Linked DNA regions of Mus musculus: all the other regions are linked to region 2. Evidence: chromatin contacts called from public Hi-C and promoter capture Hi-C data. All regions are on one chromosome and are shown on one strand. The core of a region is the stretch at or near the end of the contact, and the rest is flanking DNA. Distances in the headings are between cores, read along the strand shown.

The links. Promoter capture Hi-C pulls out the DNA fragments that hold promoters and counts their contacts. Hi-C and Micro-C count contacts between places; a contact is called where the count stands out from the background.
Region 1: a contact with region 2 is called in a Hi-C map of natural killer cells, with 11 times the contacts expected there. The contact joins the promoter of Tac4 here to the promoter of Phospho1 in region 2. A contact is called at or near these places in 1 of 39 promoter capture datasets (pre-B cells), 1 of 484 Hi-C or Micro-C datasets (natural killer cells) and 1 of 115 datasets of contacts at active chromatin or transcription factors (pancreatic cancer cells).
Region 3: a contact with region 2 is called in a promoter capture Hi-C map of liver, with 3 times the contacts expected there. The contact joins the promoter of Itga3 here to the promoter of Phospho1 in region 2. A contact is called at or near these places in 1 of 39 promoter capture datasets (liver) and 1 of 115 datasets of contacts at active chromatin or transcription factors (pancreatic cancer cells).

What each region holds. Positions count from the first base shown.
Region 1 is chr11:95,260,099-95,262,798 of GRCm38.p6, reverse strand. It overlaps Tac4 (tachykinin 4), which reads right to left and starts at 1,270. Exons shown (of 4, transcript NM_053093.2): 1 at 980-1,270. The coding sequence starts at 1,099.
Region 2 is chr11:95,823,010-95,825,839 of GRCm38.p6, reverse strand. It overlaps Phospho1 (phosphatase, orphan 1), which reads right to left and starts at 1,340. Exons shown (of 3, transcript NM_153104.3): 1 at 1,131-1,340. It overlaps Gm38958 (predicted gene, 38958), which reads left to right and starts at 1,429. Exons shown (of 1, transcript NR_164195.1): 1 at 1,429-1,885.
Region 3 is chr11:95,075,174-95,077,995 of GRCm38.p6, reverse strand. Itga3 (integrin alpha 3) reads left to right here and starts at 1,282. Exons shown (of 26, transcript NM_013565.3): 1 at 1,282-1,865. The coding sequence starts at 1,660.

The sequences.
Region 1 (2,700 bases), core at 21-2,520, 560 kb after region 2:
GGACCTCACATGGCTAAGCACCATACACCAAACTGAGCAGTGTCCTTTCCATCCTGGGACTGTGGGGACACAGGTTCCTGTTACCCTCCAGTTCAATCTTCCCTGACTACCAGTGGTTCCCCGAGGAGGTACTGGGAGCTCCAAGGTCAGGGTCTTCACGCAGGTCAGGGATACTGGATCTCAGAGTAGGGTTGGGGCTCCAACTTTAAGATTTCTTCCAGGCTGGTAACATGGCTTAGTGGTTAAGAGCACTGACTGCTCTTCCAGAGGTCCTGAGTTCAATTTCCAGCAATCACATAGTAGCTCACAACCACCTATAATGGGATCTTCTGGTGTGTCTGAAGACAGCAACAGTGTATTCATATACATAAAATAAATAATTCCTTAAAAACTGTTTCTTCCCAGTAACAGTATGCAGGAGGGTGGTAGACGCTACCATTGTCAAACACCAGTGTTTGTCAGGAGGCAAAGGCAGTTAGTTCCTTGTATGAGGCAAAATAGCAATCCTGTTCCAGTTGGTCACTTGAAAAGAAATTCTGGAAAACAATCTCCAATTCAAATATACATAGAACCAGAACCTAGCTAAAGTAGAAGCTGTGCTTTTGAGGCAATTCACTTTAAAGAAGCTCTGTGACCTCTCTGTACCTCGGTTTTCTTATCTGTGAAATGGGATAGCAATGACATTTTCCCCATGAGGTTGAAATAGGCTACTTTTCATAAGGCAGTTAGGACAGTACCAGGAACACAGTAGGTGCTAACTAAATGTTTCCATCTATACAGCACACATTGTTGCTCTCACGTGTATAAGCCAAACGCTCCCCTGGTAGTTGGACAGATCAAGGCTTGACCCTCCCCATCCAGCAGAGTTGGCCAGTCTGTCTTGCCATTAAAGTGCTTAGGAGAATGCACTCTGCTATCCTGGCTGCCTTAGAAGGAATCTCCCAGCCTTCCATCATGGGTCACCATCTCAGAAAGGTACCTTCAGGTTCACGGTCACCCAGGACTCTGCCTCTGCACCAAAAGCCAGTTCCTCTCTGTCTCCTGCTGTAGTGCACACTGATGGCCCGATCAGGAGAAGCAGGGCAAGGAGAGGCAACATGGTGAGCAGGTGCCTCTCTGTCCAGGGAGCCCCACTCAGCCTGATGCCACCTCCTCCAGCAGGCTCCGGTCCCCACGGGGCCACTTGTATGTGGCTGAGATGTGTCCTAGACTCTCTGCTTCCTTCCTATGCCTCACCCCACCTTTGCACTGCTTCATGGGACAGCCTCTCTCCTTGGCTGATAGAGCCAGTGACATCAGGAGCCTAGACCTCCCCATTGCCACCCCAACATTTGATCCCAAGGCTTAACACTGATGCAATACCAGCCTTCCCTTTGGCAGAGTTCCCTCCTGTGACAGGTGCACAATGGCACAGTATGTGGGACCTGGAGGTTACAGCTTGCCAGGGATGACAACCCCCATGGGAAGAGAGAGGGCGGTATGGTGCTTCCTTCCTGCACTTCCTGTCTGTCACTGCTGATCGGCCACTCCCACCCCATCTCTTCTTTCTCTGTACTCTTCCCATCCTCTCTCTCCATCAGTGCTGAGAACACACTGCCTGCCCTGGAAAGTGCCAGCCCTAAAAAAAAAACAAAAACGAGGCTTCTTACAAGTGGAAAATGAGATTTGCCAGAAAAATGGCTTCCGAACCCCAATGTCAGCTACTGACCCACAGTGATTTTCCACTTTTTCCGTGGCCTTCTAACACGGAACCACACTTGTCCCTTCTGCTTGTAGCCTGTGTGCTTCCATATCACACTCTTCTACAAACTACAAACTCATTCTCTGTTCAGCTCCTCCCTCTCGGCCTGGCCATCCGTTCATCCATCCTGTCAACTGTAGCATCATCGTTGAATAGCTATGTGATCCTCTGGCTATTACTTAACCCCTCTATGCCCTAGGACCAAAGGCTGGGGACAAATAAGATAGTGCACATGGGACATTCAGCACAGAGTGGGATGTCTATATTTAATGTCCATTAACTATTGTTAATGTTATTTTTTTTCTTGAGATAAGAGTTTCTCTGTGTAGTCATGGCTGTCCAGGAACTTGCTTTGTAGACAAGGCTGGCCTGGAACTCAGAGATTTACCTGTCTCCCAAGTGCTAGGCTAGTGTCCCCATGCTTGTCTGGCTAACTATTGTTATTATTACTATTATTGGGACTGGATGGGAAGATGAAGAAGACACTGTGTCTAACCTCAACGCCAGAAACCTGTGGTGCGCTGCAATAGGGGTTGTTTCAGAATACTAGGACATGCTAAAATGCAGATTCCCTGGTTCAGGCCAGGCTGAACATCTTTTACAGATGTGCAAACAGGCAGGTCAGACTCGCTATAGGCTAGCCTGAGGATCCCAGCATGGGCTCTGGAATAGGAGGTAGCCTTCCCACCATAGGCACAGATAGATTAACTTTAGTCTGTGAGGAGTCTCTCCTCCTCTCTCCTCTCTCCGCTACAGGAGGGAAGTTTAGTGATGGGGCCATAATTTGGACCTCCACACTCTGCCCTGACTCTCTTGAATTACACCCACCCTGGTGTATATTTTTCTTGATGGCACCTGACTTTAAAGAGATGTGTTTGAGGAAGTTTGAGAAAAGGAGAGGAACCCAGAGAAGCCCCCAGACTTCCTCTCTCTCTCTCTCCTCTCTCTCAAGTATGTGG
Region 2 (2,830 bases), core at 91-2,590:
TTCTCCCACATGCTAGAGCAGCCAGGAGGCAAACTTTTGGGGGCTGAGGGAAGTCCTTTTCTAGTCTCATCTAAGATCAATGTTTGCAGCCCTGATTCCCTATCACAGCCCCTGCCTGCTCCTTTGATACAAATACTTTTAGGTTAGATCTGTGGGAAGTCGGGGTAGGGGTGTGTGTGTGTGTGTGTGTGTGTGTGCACTAACTTAAGTCTAAGCTTGAAATTCTCCTAATGGGGGAGAGGGTAGAGCCCATAGGAAAGTTTGGGGAGTTTTCCACAAGAAACATGCAGACTGAGAGTGGGGGTGAGCACTTAAAAACTGTCAAGCCCTCTCTGCTTCAAGAATAAGTATGCCCATCACTAGAAATTAGATCTGACAATTAAGCTAGGATTCCTGCCCCCAACACTCGCAACTTCACAAACTCCTTTCTTGTTCATTAACCCGTAATGGGCAAGGGAGGGGGTGCAGAGAGGTCCAGCTTACATCACACAGCATCAGAAATAGGATTAAAACTCAGGGATCTCTACTGCCTCTTGAAGAAATTACCTGAACTCCGGAGGCTCTGTATGTTCCCTGTCCTAGCTAGTCTGCGCCCCGGTGCCAGTGAGGAATCTGGGACTAGGCGTCACCTCTGGGGTCCCCTGCCTGGGGTGGACAAGCAGAGGTGATTCTTACTGGGTAGGGGCAGGGAGATGGCAGCTGCCGGTGGGGTAGCAGGAGAGATATTTTTAGAGGTGACTGGAAAGCAGGCACTCTGGCACACCCCCAGCTGGCGGGCGCTTCGCTCTAATGCGGGCGGGGGGTGCGTAGCTCGGGGAGAAGGAAGGACTTGTGGGTGGCGGGGAGCTATGACAGTCCCCGGAGATGAAGGGACACTGGGTACCATTAACCTGGGAAAGGAGGGGGTTCAGTTCTCTGCCCCTGGGACTACCCCACCACCAAGCACATGAAACACACTCAAACTACACACAGCCCCCACCCCAACATTTAGATCGCGGTCCTCCCGGAGCCCAAGACTCATGCGGGGCAGCAGCGGTCACGCTGTCTGTCCCAGCTGAGTTTGGAGTGGAAGTAGTGGGAAGGGGGCTACTTAAGGGATTTAGGGACAGGATGGAGCAAGGGGTGCTTACGGGATTTGGGGGGTACGCGGTCTTATCCACCCCCGGATTTCTGAGCTCCGGCTCACGAATCCCTCCAGCCCCGAGGGACTGTGGATGATGTGCTTCTGCTCCGTCCCTTCCACCTGCCCCCCATCCTCGGGGCCGCCGCCGCGTCCCCTTTAAATGCCGGGGAGCCAGAGCCCGAGCCGCGGCGGGCGCTGCGGCAGCCGCAGCACCCGGGCCCACCGCAGTCCCCGCACGTCACAAGCGCCCAGCCAATCACCGTGGCGCCGGCGCACATCAAAGGGGCGGGCTGCCCGGGAGCCACGCCTCCGGGCTGTCCCGGAGGCCGCGCGAGCGGCCGTGAGACTGGGCGGGCGGGACGGGTGGAGCGTGGCGCGTCCCGTCCGAGGAGCGTGGGTGCGGGGCACCCTCTGCGTGCGCGTGGGCACGTGCGTGAGTCAGTGTCACACTGCCCGCCTCCTGCTGGGCTCGGCGCCAGGACTCTGCAGGCAGCCCTTCCACCGCCCGGCTTCCCTCCTTGTCGCGGGACAGCCGGGTGACCGGCCCGCCAAGCAGCCCTCCCTCCATGTGCTCCGAGCTCGCCCTCTGCCCTTCCGGGAGGAGTCGCGGCATCCTGCCGAGTCCTCGGAACCCTGTCCCCAAATTACCGGGTACTCGGGCTTGCCGATGGAAAAGCTCTCCCAATCCAGCACCGCCTAAACTCGGAGTTGGAGAACCGACACTTGAGCACTGTGGTGCAAATAAAACCCGCTTTCTCCCAAGTTCCCGCTCTTCCTCTCTGGCGAGCTTTCCCTTCCTTCCCACCCCTCAGAACACTAGATTACGATTAAAAGAGAGGAGGTGAAACCTGCACTTTCTGAACCGGTGCGACGAACCCAGGAGAAAAGACTTGTCCAAGAGTTCGAACACAAGGACACCTCACTTCAGTCACAGAACAGGATCTGTGGGTGAGGAGGTGCACCCTGGCCTGGGTCTACCTTCAACTCTCCTATCATCCTCTAGCTTTGAATACCAGAGCTCCGTGCTTCCACCAGCAGAAGGCAGATTGGCAGAAAAGTTGCCGATACGATGGACCACCCGCCCAAATCTTTGAGGGCGACGTCTCCATTGCCCCTGCTCCCTCTCTAACACGCCAGCGCCCCTTCACCTCTTTCCTGAAGTCCAAGGGCTACCGGTGTTTATTCTACCTAGCTCTACCTAGCGGTGCTCAGGCCCTGGGCCTTTTATCTTGAGTCGGGGTGGGAGGGTGGGTCTCTTATAATTTGTTGCTACCTATTCTAGGCCCGACCCTGAGCTCCTAAATCTCCTGCTTCCATGTCCAATTTGATGGATTAAAGGCCCGAGTCCCCACACCCTGCAATCCCTCCTCTTAAAGAAGCAGTTTCATCTCCACACCCTTCTCAAAGACAGGCTCACACAGCCTTCATCATCTGTGTTGTATCTGTTCTCGGCCCTCCAATGCCCCCCAGACCCCCCCCCCCTTTGAGACAGTTTCCTGTCGCCCAGGCTAGTAATGGGCCTTGCTGTATAGTCCAGAATGACGGTCTACTCCCGAGTTCCTGCCTCTACCTTCTGAGCGCTGGGATTAAAGGCATGTGTGCCACTATGCCCTTTCTTAAACCAGCCCTAGGTGTACTTGAGGGGAGTGGGTAGATGGCTGGAAAGATTTGAATGTCTGGATCCATGCTCCCATCCTTGTTCTCCTT
Region 3 (2,822 bases), core at 33-2,532, 750 kb after region 2:
CTGATGAAGAGACAGCTCTGCTCCCATATGTAAATAGAGAGACAGGTACAGACCTGGGTTTACATAGTGGTGGCAACGACAAACTGTCAGTAATTGTCATGAGCAAAAGGACATCCTGGTCTCTAAGGGCTGCACCTTTGAGTGTAAGAGATAAGATCAGCTGTGAGGAAATGATTGTACCTTCTAAGGTCACAATGTCTAGATAGGGAATCAGACACAGAATGAGCTGGTTCCTCAAACACCGGAGCAGAATCCCATTGGATGGGCTCATTTTCTGCTTTCCCTTTTCCTTAGACTGGTGGTTGTGTAGATGTGTGTGTATACACATATATACTTGTATACATGTATATTGCCTTGAAAAAGTAGTATTTGTAAAGCAGTTAGCATAGTGCCTGCTGCATGTGCTGTTCTTATTTAATTATAAAAACATGTAGAAAACGATGCTCAGGGAAAATGAGTCTTGTTCTGCATTAGGGGAAATCTGAGTTAGACCAAAACAACATTCCATACACTCTTGGAGTTCCCTAATTCTTCCTCGGATAGTGAGATCTTTGAGTCAAGCCCACCTGTCTCCACCCAGCATCACACCTGTGGGGGCTGAGGTCCCATTCACTGCTTCGAGACAAAGGCTGCCCTTTGCTAATTATTATTTCTGATGGGTTGTCATCACCACCACTAAATATCTGTCTGGCTTTGCGGAGGAGCCGCTTCCAGCAGGGAACAGGATGAGAGGAGGCGGGTGGGCAGGAGAAATACTCCTTCATACATAACATTGAGTGTACTTAGCACGAAGAAGTTAAGTCCGGAGACCCGCAGTCACCTCTTAGGGACTCACATCACTGCGGAGGTCCGCATTCCAGGCAGCCGAACACAGTCGACCGTTCTCCGAAGAGCCAACGCCTGGTTTGTCCAGCGGGGATCGCGGTGCTGGCGGTGCCTTGAACGGCCTTTCCAGTAGCAGCCGCCGCAAGCGCCAAGCAAATCCACCTCTGGCCCCGCCCGTCCAATCCGTCTTGTACCGAAGGCGACGCTCCTAGGAAGAAGCTCTCCGCTGGAAGGGGAAATCCGGGCTTTAAGGGTTCCCGACAGGTGTCTGAGAGAGAGGGCGGAGTCGCGATAGGAGAGATGGAGAGGGAGGGGCGGCGCTGCCCCTTTAAGAGGCGGCGGCCGAGCGGGGACCTTTTCTCTTTCCCCGGAAGGAAAGCGGAGCCCGGACTGGGCGCGCAAGGTGGGGAGGTGCGGGGCTGGGCGGTGGGGAGGCGGGGCGCGCTGGGGAGGATCCCTCCCTCCTGCCCTCCTGGTGATCGAGGGCTTGCCGTTCTAAATCCTCCACCTAGCCGAGGTCCAAAGAGCTAACACCTCCAAGGGGGCGCGGCCGGGACCATCTAGGGTGTGGGGTGCTCGGAGCTCGGAACGGTGACCCGTCCACCGAACCAACGTGAGAGTAGATCCACGGATCTGGAAAACGGATTGGAAAAGCACCCGGAGCAGACGTGAAAGTGACCCGGACTAGGGTAAAAAATTGCCTGACTACCGGTGCAGCGGCTCTGCGGGCTCGGGTGTCCTCTGGTGGCGCCTGGAGCAGGTGAACCGTTCATCACTCCCGGTGCTGAGCCCTCTAGCGATTTCGCCCGGCCCCTTACGGCCCGGCCCGCAGCCATGGGCCCCGGCCCCTGCCGCGTGCCCCGCGCCCCTGGCTGGCTGCTCCGCGCTCTGGCCTTGATGGTGGCGGCTTGCGGCCGGGTCGCCTTCGCCTTCAACCTGGACACCCGATTCCTGGTGGTGAAGGAGGCGGTGAACCCCGGTAGCCTCTTCGGCTACTCGGTCGCCCTCCATCGGCAGACTGAGCGACAACAGCGCTACCTGTAAGTCAGCCTGGCGGCGGTGAGGTGGGGTGCAGAGAGAGGGGTATGTGCGCGGATACCTGACCTAAGCTAAACTGGAGCCCTGGGCCCGCTGACTTCCAGGCCTGCTGCTGCTGGCCTTTCCTTGTGAGCCAGGATTAAGAGGGCGGGTAAGACGGCAGTTCTCCGATTGTGGGGCTTGGCGGCAAGTGGAGGAAGGGGGTGGGGGGAGGGGGGCAGTAATCATGGCAAGTGCTGACCTGGCCAGAACCTGTCTAGACGCGACCGCTCCACATTTCAGACATCTTCGGAAGTAGGGTCTTTGTTGCCCAGCACCCTGAGAATCCAGTACCTAACATTAGCTTCTTTCCCGGGCTAGGAGAACTCTGTATATTAAACACCTATTACATCGCTCTTCCCCTCCTCCTTGAAGAGAACCGAGAATATATGCGTTCAAATCCCTATTAGCCCTCTCATTTAGCCTGTGGCCAGAGCAGCCACGCCCTCTGCAGAACCAGGCTGGACCACACTTCTCAAGGGCTTGGCATTGCAGAGTGAGGTGATGAAGAGGCTGGGCATTCGGAGCTGTCCAGAGACTTCCTCTTGCCCCTAGAGGAACGGACAGTAGAAGACAGAGGAGGCGCTGTCTTCTACTCTGAGGCCAGAGCCCACCCGGAAGCAGTGGGGGTACTCCCACCAGACATCTCCCTGCATTCCACAGATTCATGTTGAATCAGCAGCCCTGAGTGTGTTTGTTTTGGTTTGAAGAGGGGAATGGTGTTTTCTCTTTTCTTCTGCTCTTTGCAACAGCTGCAAGAAGCGGGAAGAGCCCAGCAGAGTGGAGGAGGGGAGGAGATTGCATCCAGCCACCTGCCCCTCCCTGAGCACACTCATGCCCAACGGGTCATGTCCAGGTGTCTGAGGTTTCTCTGCATAGGTTCTGTGTGCTTAGGTTGGCTAGCTGAGGGAAGAGGGTGA